Regions from separate parts of the Sus scrofa genome. Here region 2 is linked to region 1. A link is a contact called in public targeted proximity ligation data. All regions are on one chromosome and are shown on one strand. The core of a region is the stretch at or near the end of the contact, and the rest is flanking DNA. Distances in the headings are between cores, read along the strand shown.

Region 1 (5,522 bases), core at 1,933-4,432:
TCAGCTGTGAGAGGCCCCTTTGGTCCCTCGGTCTGAGAGGGAAATTATTTTCTGCCTCTCTGGTTTCCCAGGTCACCAGTTATATTAAGCCACAGTCCCTTGGTGGTTGCCGTCTGTAATTTTTCCACTCCCCACCCTTTTCAGTCAGATTGCAAAATAAGGACATTTGGAAACTTGGACTCTTGGTGATCAGGCTGAGGAGATGTGGCCTAGGACTCTCGAGCTCCATGGAGCTGGGTAGGGTCCTTATTGAGGGTCCTGTTTATTTTTATTTATTTATTTTATTTTTTTTAGGGCCGTACCCATGGCACATGGAGGTTCCCAGGCTAGAGGGAGAATCGGAGCTGTAGCTGCTGTTCTACGCCACAGCCATAGCAACGCGGGATCCGAGCCAATCTTCGTCTACACCGCAGCCCATGGCAATACCGGATCTTTAACCCACTGAGCAAGGCCAGGGATCGAACCTGCAACCTCATGGTTCCTAGTCGGGTTTGTTTCCGCTGCGCCACGACGGGAACTCCCTGAGGGTCCTGTTTAGATCAGTAACAGGAAGGCAAGAAGTGCTGCCAGGTCGCTTCCATGGGTGCTCAGACCCTAGCCTGTGGCCCTGGGGAGACCCCTGCAGTGTTCCCACACCTTCCCAAGCAGCAGAGCATGGCTGCTCCCATGGGGCTCGGTCTTAGGTGAGAAGCGAGTTCTTTGCCAGAAATGTCTCCATTGTCCTGGCACAGATCTGAAATTCAGAGCATCTACTGTCATCATTCTAACAAGCCGCATTCATAATACATCCTGAAGCTGTCTTTCGGAACTTAGCTCCTGCCACACCTGCCCCACGCCCTGCGTCCCAGCCAGGCCAGCCTGCTTGCTACACCCCCTGAACAAGTCAAATATTTTCACAGACCTGTGCCCTTGATCGTGCCCTTCTCGTCTCTCGGCTTAGAACGCCTTTTCCTTTTCTCCCCCACCCAGTGACGTCATCCTCGTGATTTCCTCTGATTTCCAGGCAGAGGGAACGATTTCCTTCCTTGAGCTTTCAAATGTACTTTACATACGTCTGTACTTAGACACAACACTCGTCACTCTGGTTTGTAATTATTTGCCCGTCTGCCAGCCTATTCGTCAAGGGCAAGAGCCCAGGCTTATTCATGGCCTGTCCCAGTACTTTGGCTTAGTGCCTGGCACATTCATTCAGTCATTTCGCAAATTTATTGAGCACTGACTATGTGCCAGGTTGTTTTCTAGGTGCTGGACAGGGAACAAAATAGATAAAGTTCTCTGTTTCCATGGAGCTTACCTTCTTGTTGGGGAGGCAGACAACATACAGAAATAAATACTATGTCGTGTTGTGATAAGTGCTAGAAGAAAAGCTAAGGGGGCTAAGGGCACAGAGGATGGTGGAGGTATTATTTTAGACAGGATGGTCGGGGAAAGCCTCTCGCCATAAGGTGGCATTTAAATAGAGACCTTCAGGAGTTCCCATCATGGCTCAGTGGTTAACGAATCTGAATAGGAACCATGAGGTTGCGGGTTCGATCCCTGGCCTTGCTCAGTGGGTTAAGGATCTGGCGCTGCTGTGAGCTGAGGTGTGGGTCGCAGATGCAGCTCGGATCCCGTGTTGCTGTGGCTCTGGTGTAGGCCGGTGGCTGCAGCTCCGATTCGACCCCTAGCCTGGGAACCTCCATATGCCACCGGAGCAGCCCAAGAAATGGCAAAAAGACAAATAAATAAATAAATAAACAAAGAGAGACCTGCAGGAGGTGAGGGAGTGGGTCACGTAGCAATCTGGGGAACCAGCATTCCAGGGAGAGGAAATAGCCAAGTGTCAAAATGCAGGGTGAATAGGCAAGTGTCAAAAAGGGTGAGAGTGTGTCTGATGAGTTTAAGGGACAGCAGCAAAGAGGCCAATATGGCCGTAGTGGCAAGTGAGGGGAAGAGCTGTTAGGAGAGGAGCTCTGAGAAATTAGTAAGCAAAAAAAAAATTATATATATATACATATATACACACACACATATATGTCACAGGTGTGGCCCCGAAAAGCAAAAGAAAGAAAGAAAGAAAGAAAGAAAGAAAGAAAGAAAGAAAGAAAGAAAGAAAGAAAGAAAGAAAGAAAGAAAGAAATTAGTAAGCAGCGGGGCCCAGAGCACCTTGAACCTTCAAGCCAGGATGGAAGCTTCAGTTTTTACCCCAAGGGAGATGGGGAGCTATTGCAAGGATTTGAGAAGAGAGACCATCTAACTTAAATTTATGAGCATTCATGATCTTATGGGACTCCTGGCTACTCTCTGGAAAACAGACTGTCCATGGTGGATGCTCATGAAGGCCATATGTAACATGGGACCAGATGCAAATGGTCCTTGAGGACAGCATGAGCTTATCCTTGATTGGTCAGGAAATCGGCTCGTTTGTTCTCTTTAGATTATATTCTTCTTCTCCTTTAGAGAAGTGCCACAGCTGATGAGGGTTTTCTGGCCCTAATCATTGAATGAGCCTGGAGAAACCAGACAGAACTCATGGGAAATAAACCAAGAAGGTGGCCTGCTCAACTGAAAGATACCAACTTTGCCTGTAACCATATATACCCCTAAAAGTCAAGGCAGACTTCCTGGAGGAGGGGGCCTCAACTATCCAGCGATTAATAAAAGGCAAAGCATGGCAGGAGAAACTAGCCTTTCACAGTCCCAGCACTGCCGCAATACGACTGCTGGCTCTGAGTCACCTTCAGGATGGCCCTGGCAAATGAGCACTAATAAAAAGCTTGGCTGAGACAAGGAATCAACGACTTTGACTACCTCCTCCTTCCAAGACCCTCCCCAGGCATATCTGGTAAATCCTCAGCGTTAAACTATCCAATAAAAGTTGCGGATGTCAGCACTCCACCCCTCCAAAGAATGGAATCTCTAACGGTAGAATTTCAAGCACCTGGTAAGGCCAGCTCCTAACATTCTTTAGGCTAGGGCACTTCCGGGAGCGCCTCTATTTCTATGACAAAAAAGGCTCCGCTTCCCACCTTCTTTTTCCAGGAAGGAGCGCAGAGACTGCAGACACGCGGAGAGAGGCCTGAGCGGGCGGCGAGGTTCCCGGGGTGTGCCAGCCGCCCGCGGGGTCCGGGTCCCCGCACGCAGGGGCGGCGGCCGCGCGTGCAGCGGAGGCCGGCGCTCGGCAGGGGGCGCATAGGACCCGCTCGGCGCGCCGGAGTCTGGCCTCCCCCTCCTCCCTCGTGGTCGATTCCGCTCCCCATAGCCCACAGCCCCACCGCCCAAGCGCTCGCCCAGCCTCTGGGCGTGTGCAGGCGTCCTAGGGAAGCGCCTTCCCAGGCCATCCTTCAGCCATCCTCTGCTCCCTTCCCCCGCCGCCCAGCCCTGTTTCCGGTTGTACCACCCCCTCCATAGGCCAACCCCCTTTTCCCGCAATTCCTTCTTTTCCAGGTGTGGCCGGCGCGGGCGCGGAGGTCTGGCTAGGCTGTGACCGGAGGACTTGGGCCTGGGAGTAGAGGTTTTGTGGAAAGAAGCTGCAGGTGACAGATCAGAGCCAACTTCCCCCCACACCCGGTCCTCGCCCTTGACCCGCTTGGCCCCAAATCTTGGGGCTGGGCGCTTGAGCCAAGAGTAGTGTCCTGGGCCTGGGAAAGGAGGGAAGGTGTCTGTTCTCTTTACCTGTTTGTCTGTGCGGGGCCTGGTTGGGACCAGTCAATATTTGAATGAATGAAAAAGAAAGAAATGGATTTTGTTATTCTTACCAGTTATTTTTATTATGCTATATAAAATATTTAATGGTATATAAGGCTTTCTTCTTTATAAATTTTAGTTGCATAATACACACAATTTTAATATAATGCTAATTTTTAAAGAAAAATTGAAATGTAATAGATAATACTAAATAATAAACATGAAAGCCATACAAAATGGGATAAAGTATAGAATAAATTTCCTATTTGTCTCAGCATATTTTCCATTCCACTTCTCCATAGGGAGTCACTTAATATGTTTCTTAAGATCCATGATATAATAATCAGTGTGAATGTAATTGTTTAAATATATGTATTTTATTCTGTAAAAAAAAAAAAAAAAAGAAAAAAAGAAAGAAAGAAAGAAAGAAATGGAAAGTCAGTCTCTCTGCCCAAGACTTGGCTCTGGCTGGCTCTGGGCTGGCACATGACCTCTCAGCAAGATTGACCACTTACCTTGTTCCTTACCTGTCTGTCTCCCCAAGACTATCTTTCCACACCTCACAGCATTCATTTCACCTCCCTTTGCTGCTCAAATACCCTCACTAGCCTCTGATCCAAATTTCTTCTCCTCTTGAATTCAAAGCTTCTACAGTCTTGCCACACAACATACTTAGGATGCATGTATGCGCTTCTGCTTGAATCTGCTCTCCAGCTACACTAAATCTACTCATGTTTTTCTGAACCTAACTTGACCTGGTTTTCCTCTTAGGAGTGGCCCTTCCCCTTTGCCCCTATGGCAACACCATTTCCATTGCCTCCAAATCTTTCTCTTCCTTCAGGGTCCTGCCTCAAACTCTATTCCTTTCGTTCACGAAGCAGTCCCTCACTTTTTCAGCCCAGAGTAAGTTTTCTCAGCTCTGTCCTCCTATATAGGATACACTCCTTGGCCCTTTTTTGATACCAGTTATCTGTGGTGCTTTGTCATATAGTAGTTATGTACCTATCCTTTCTCTCCCACTAAATTGTAAACTTTTGGGAGTTCCCATTGTGGCTCAGTGGAAACGAATCCATGAGGATTCAGGTTCGATCCCTGGCCTCGCTCAGTGGGTTAAGGATCCGCCATTGCTGTGAGCTGTGGTGTAGGTCACAGAAGCTGCTTGGATCTGGCGTGGCTGTGGGTATGGTGTAGGCTGATGGCTATAGCTCCGAGTGGACCCCTAGACTGGAAACCTCTATCTGCCACAGGTGCAGCCCTAAAAAGACAGAAAAAAAAAATGTAAACTTTTGGAAGACAGGGTCCAAATCTTATTTATCTTTCTCCTGCTTCATTTCATTGCACATTTATTGAGCATCTATCACATACCAGGCATAGAGTTTAGCACATATGATCCCCAAATAGTCTAGGACACAATCCCCCCCAATGAAGTTGGGGAGAAAAAAAGACATATGGGGCTTGAGAAAAAGTAGAGGGTGTGGCTCTGTCATGGAGCACTCACTAGGAAAGTCCCAAATGACTTTCTTTGGGAGCACTCAGCATCCTGGATTAGGAATTAGTCTCATTCTTTAAGGGTGTGTCTGCCCATTCATGCAGCCACTCACTCACCTGTTCCCTCATCATTCATTCATTCATTTGATAAGTACTTCTTGAGTCCTCACTTCATCCAGGTGACTCATAGGACTGGTCATACATACTATAGCTCCAGAGCTGGCTGGCTGTCTGGTGTGTGTGTGTGTGTGTGTGTGTTTGTGTGTTGTTGTTGAGGAGGACTAGGAGCTTGGGAAACTTTTGGTGTGAGTGGTTCCTTCGTCAGTTCCTGTTTAGAGGTACACGTCCCTGCTGGAAATGGTCTTGGG
Region 2 (5,368 bases), core at 840-3,339, 92 kb after region 1:
CTGTAGAGGTGGAAACAAGCTGATTTCTTTTCTTCTGGGTGTAAAGTCTATTAGTAAATAGATCAGAAGGAGAAAAACATAAGTTCCTGCCTTCACGGAGTTTCTAAACTAGTTGGAAAGGGATGAAATTGACATGGATGAAATAAGTTTTCATAAAGGATGTGGAGTTGGAGCACGGTCCAGAAGGTACAATTTAGGTTTGGAGGGGAGGGAATGAGCTCTAAAACATAGGGGAGCCAGTGCGACCTCAGAACGCATGCTGGCTTGCTTGATGTCTTTTGGTTCAAGGTCCCTCACTCACAGCATTCCAGGGGCAGGATATCCTGGTAAGAGGGGAAGAGGTGAGAACAGGCAGGGCTGATGTGGGCCACTGAGGGAGAGGCTTGACAGAACAGAAGGTGTGGGGTTTAGCTGGGAAGGCAGTTGCACAGAGCTGAATCGTGTACAGCAAAGGAGAGAAAATGGGTTGAGAGCCGCCCAGCCCAGTATACCGAGGCGCACACAGCAGGCTGCTACTACTCAACACAGCAGGCCACTCCTCGTTCTTCCTAGACCTGTGAAGAAAGAACAAAGGGAACTGACCTTGTGTTTCAGATGGAGCAAACTCAAGTTTCACAGTCAGCTCAGTGATGAGGGGGAAAAGCAAATATTCTCCGGTGAAGGTTGACTTAATTAGCCATTTTAATAATTCATGAGTCTTTAAAATGTTTGCCAGAAGATTCAGAGCTCAGATTCTGCTCCTGGTATTTAGCTCTGGGTTTTCTCGATCACAAATTGTGCTGCCTCATGGACCTGGAGCCTGGGAATTTGAGGTCTGGTTGGCAGACCGGGCACAGTTCTTAACCCTTTGGAGCTTAAAAATCTCTTTGAGAATCTGATGAAAGTTCTGCACCCTGGCCCTAGGAAAATTCTTATATATACAAATTTTACAGATTCCCCTGAGGTCTACCCTTGAACTCCATCTTAAGAATCTCTGATTTAGATGATCTCTAAGGATGCTAACATTCTCTTTTAACTTACCCACAAGCTACTCTGCCTATCTGTCACCTGGAAATGTGACTCTTTGGGCTTGCAGGCAAGCAGCCTCATGTGGCTGTTTTTGCAAAGTGAGAGGTGCATAATGCAATATCTGTTCATTAGGGTGAAGCAACGCTAATGCAGAAAAGAGAACTGAACGAATCAGAAGCCATGAGTCAGCTCCCTCCCCGCCACCTGCTAGCAGGCAGCCAGCTGAAGGGGGTGAGCTTCGGAGTCAGACGGCCTCAAATCCCAGCTCAGACATTTTCTGGCTGTGACGTGGGGGAGTGCCTTAACCTCTCTTAGCCTCAGTTTCCTCATTTGCAAAATGGGACCAATAAGATTTACCCTATTTCCTCCTGTTCTGAGGAGGAACTAAACCAGCCCTTTATAAACCAGCGCCTGGGCTGCGAGCTCTCAGGAAAGGGAGTTTGTCCCCCTGATTTCAGCCACAAGGATGAAGGTCGCTGTGAATTTGGGGACACTGTCTTCATAGAAGACTGGGAGAGAGGGCAGACTGAGGAGTGGCTGGGAACTGTCTGAACTCCTGCATGAGCGGTGCCTCTGCCCTCCGCTGCCCCTCAGAAGACTCCCCAAAGGGAGGCTGGGGAGGCGTCCGGGTAGCAGCCGTGGACTGGTCTGGAGCGGCTCCCGGTCTTGTCCCCTCCGCCACTGCTCAGGCATGTGGAGGCTGCAGGAAATGATGGGGGGAGATACTGGGCTTTTTCTGGCTGCAGGCCTGACTGCAGCAGAGGAGGAGGAGGAGAGAGAGCGAGAGAGAAGGGGCGGGGGTGGGGGGCGGTGGTGAGAGAGGGGCTGGCTTCTTTCTCCTGTTTCTGAGCAGACAGTCTGTGTGTGATTCAGGCACCCACCGTGAAGCTGGGGCTGGTCCTGGGGGACTGGCAGAGCCCGGCAGGATGTAGCTCCAGCTCTCAAGGACCTCGCAATGTTGACATGGAAATACGACCAGCCTGGGGAAGGGCCGCATTGCTGGATGCAGAACCTCCTGTCCAATACAGAGTCCGGGAAGGGCGGGGACAGTGAGGGCGGGATGATGGAAACAGGTTTATGCCGTGCCAGGCAATCGACAGGCACTGACTCTCACCCTGACGGTTACCCTCCAGCAGATTCGCTGTAACCCTTCACTGTGCAACGAGGAAACTGAAGCTCAGAGAGTCAGTTGCTCAATCAGAGACAGCTACGGTTATGTAGTGTCAGAGCATTCAAACCAGGGTTTCCTGCCTCTGAAATCCGTGCCCCCCCAACTCCCCAGCTAGGCTAGCTAGGCCTCCGGAGCTCTATCCCTGCAGCCTGCGAGGCCATTTGCTCTCCTGCTGCCCACAGTGCTATGCATGGAGTCCGGTCAGTAAATATTTGCCTTGTGATTGGGACGGGGAGAGTGCTCCTTTCTTGGCACCAGGCAGCTCTCGGCAGTTCACAGGCACTGTTTACCTTTCCTCCCACATTCCCCTGCGAGGAATCACCATCGCTCCCTTCCCTGCCCCACAAAGGAGGCAGAGGGGAGTGCTTGAGGTGCCTGGCTTTGACAGAGCCTGCTTCAGACCTGCCTTGTGCGGCCCCGGGTCTCCTTTGTCTTGTTTCAAGGAGCAACTTCTGCGCGGAAGTCCGAATTAAGAAAAACCTCACAGCCTTTACTAATGCCAACTTAGGAGGAATAAACATTTTGAGGCCTTCATAGACCCCGCCACCAAGAAAGACTGCGTGTGTTTGAGCTCCCGAGAGGGAAGGCACTTTGGATTTTCTGGCGAAGAGGCTTCCCAGAGACTGACAGCGGATCGGTGAGAAGTAGGTCTGCAGCCGGCAGCAGAGGGGAGGCTTCAGCCCAACTTGGGCCTCTGCCGAGCAGGAACCCTGTCGTCCTGGGGAATTTTCGGACCTGTCTCCTGACCTGATTTGCAGCCGGGGAGGTGAATGCATTACGCAAAGCTGGATGCCAAGCAGAGAGCAAAAGGAGACCCTCTCCATTCATTTCCAGCCATTGATTTGATGATGCTGATGAACTGTGATTTTTAAATGGAAAAGGCTTTGTCATCACGATTTTTCAATAAAACTCTAGCGCAGCTCTTTATTTCCTGACGAAAGCCCTAGGGATCCTTTTAACATGTCGGGTATGACATATTCCCCAGGGTCGACTTTTTATTTCATTGCCATTTTAAGGGTCTCAGAGCATGTGACTAGAATTCCCATCTAAATAATAGATTTCTGGATGGTAAAAAGCTTGTATAATTACTTACACTTAGTAAAGTCCCTTTGGATGGTAAAAAAACAGCATAATAATTTTTCTTGCTGTGACTTGACAATATGAATTGGTTTTGTATAAAGACCAGGAGCTCACTGGATTGAATTTAGGAGATTGGTAAAACAAATTTGACTTCAGTGGGTTTGAATGATGACAATGTAATAAACATATAAAGGCTAGGAAGCTAATTTATCATGGCTTTCAGTTTTATTTATTTGCAACTCGGTCATTGTTGGTATAAACAGTCTCTATTAAACATTATGGATTCAATTTCCAAATGACCCGTGAATGGCTTTCTACAGAGAGATTACTTGATTTGTTGTTTTCCTGAATAAAACATACTTTTTGCTCAGTAGGGTTATACAGCCCATATATTAGCCTTAGAAGATTATATGCTGCTGAGCCTGGCATCTCTGATGTGCAAGGTTTGATTTGTTCTCTGATCTATTTGTCTTCACTCTCTTTAATACACTGAGATGGAATGCATAACCTCTTAAGACCTGCACTTCAATGAATCATAAGAGAATGTCTGTCTGTGTGGCAGTTTATCATCTGAATGATAATTCTGGTTCCCTTTAAAAATGTTCAAGTGTCTGCTCTTCAAAATAGACCACAGTGAAAGGCATGAGAGCTGCTGTGGGTCACTGATGGGGAAGCATAATTGACCTCAGCTTTGGTTGCATGGTAACCGGCTCCCCGGGTATTAGATCACTGCATACCACAGAATTACCAACACGCTGCCCTCAAAGTCAGGGGGGCGATTTGGCATTTGCGATTCAGAAAGCTACAGAGAGCGAGCCTTGTAGAGAGAGGCAGCCTGTCAGGAGAGCTGGAGCCTCGGGGTAGGTGGCCCTCCAGAAGCCTGCCAGATTGTAAAAACCTGTTCCATTTCAGTCCTTTCACAAAAGGGTTGTAACTTTCACAGCCCAGTGCCCGCTGGACTAGCACACTGCACAAATGAAAACACTAAAAGGGGAGTTAGGATTTACATGAAGTATTTCAGGATGCTGAGACTGAGAGGATCTTGGGAGGCCATTTATTTTCATTGTTTCAAGGCCAGTTGACATATTTTAATGTATTAAAAGCTATTGTCTAAAGGGCTAGAAGGGAGTTCCCTTCGTGGCTCAGTGGTAATGAGCCCGACTAATAACCATGAGGCTGTGGGTTCGATCTCTGCCCTTGCTCAGTGGGATCTGGCGTTGCTGTGAGCTGTGGTGGAGGCCAGCAGTTGTAGCTCCGATTTGACCCCTAGCCGGGGAACTTTCATACGCTATGGGTATGGCCCTAAAAAGACAAAAAAAAAAAAAAAAAAAAAAAATAAAAATAAAGGGCTAGAAAAGCTAATTGCCTAAAGTGCAAAGATTCTACCTCTCCCAAGGAAGCTCTGTTTGTGGCTGTTGTTGTTGTTGTTGTTATTTTACTACAGCATAAAACTCCAGACTGAAGAATATAGACGTCTAGTGAAGAGGACGTCTTCATCCAGTGTCAGTTCGGGAAGAAATGATTCCCATTAATGACAGTAATACGTTCACTCCATAGAAACAACTGTAAAGCAGTCTTCAGTGAGGAGAATTGGGAGTCTCGGATCAAAGTTGGGCCATAGACCGAACTGATTTCAAATTTATTGACTTTAAGACTTTTGGGGGAGGTCTCTTTTTGTCCTTTTAGATCCGCACCAGTGGCATATGGAGGTTCCCAGACTAGGGGTCAAATTGGAGCTGTAGCCACCGGCTTACAGCAATGAGGGATCTGAGCCGTGTCTGTGACCTACGCCACAGCTCATGGCAACGCCGGATCCTTAACCCACTGAGCAAGGCCAGGGATCAAACCCGCGTCCTCATGGATGCTTGTTGAATTCGCTAACCACTGAGCCACGAAGGGAACTTCCTTCTAGCCTTCTAGTCTAGAACTCCAACTTTAAGATTTTAAGTGAAATTATTGAGTGGGAATTACTCAGTAATTCCAAAGTCTAGCAAAGGAATACAAATAGTTAAACTATTGCCTCATAAATGTGTAGCTTTTCGGAGGGAGTCAGGACAGAAAGCAAATCAACTTCCCATCTTAGGGGAGCCTGGCTCTTGAGGTAAAGGA

Evidence for each region.
Region 2: a contact with region 1 is called in a targeted proximity ligation map of alveolar macrophages. A contact is called at or near these places in 1 of 5 promoter capture datasets (liver), 2 of 47 Hi-C or Micro-C datasets (both in liver) and 2 of 2 datasets of targeted methods (alveolar macrophages and skeletal muscle).

Annotation. Positions count from the first base shown.
Region 1 is chr3:93,261,254-93,266,775 of Sscrofa11.1, forward strand. No RefSeq gene overlaps it. Among named protein-coding and RNA genes, the nearest start is that of EPCAM, 79 kb to the left of the region's middle.
Region 2 is chr3:93,354,837-93,360,204 of Sscrofa11.1, forward strand. It overlaps LOC110260018, which reads left to right. Exons shown (of 3, transcript XM_021087545.1): 3 at 1,882-3,119. The coding sequence ends at 1,940. Among named protein-coding and RNA genes, the nearest start is that of CALM2, 14 kb to the right of the region's middle.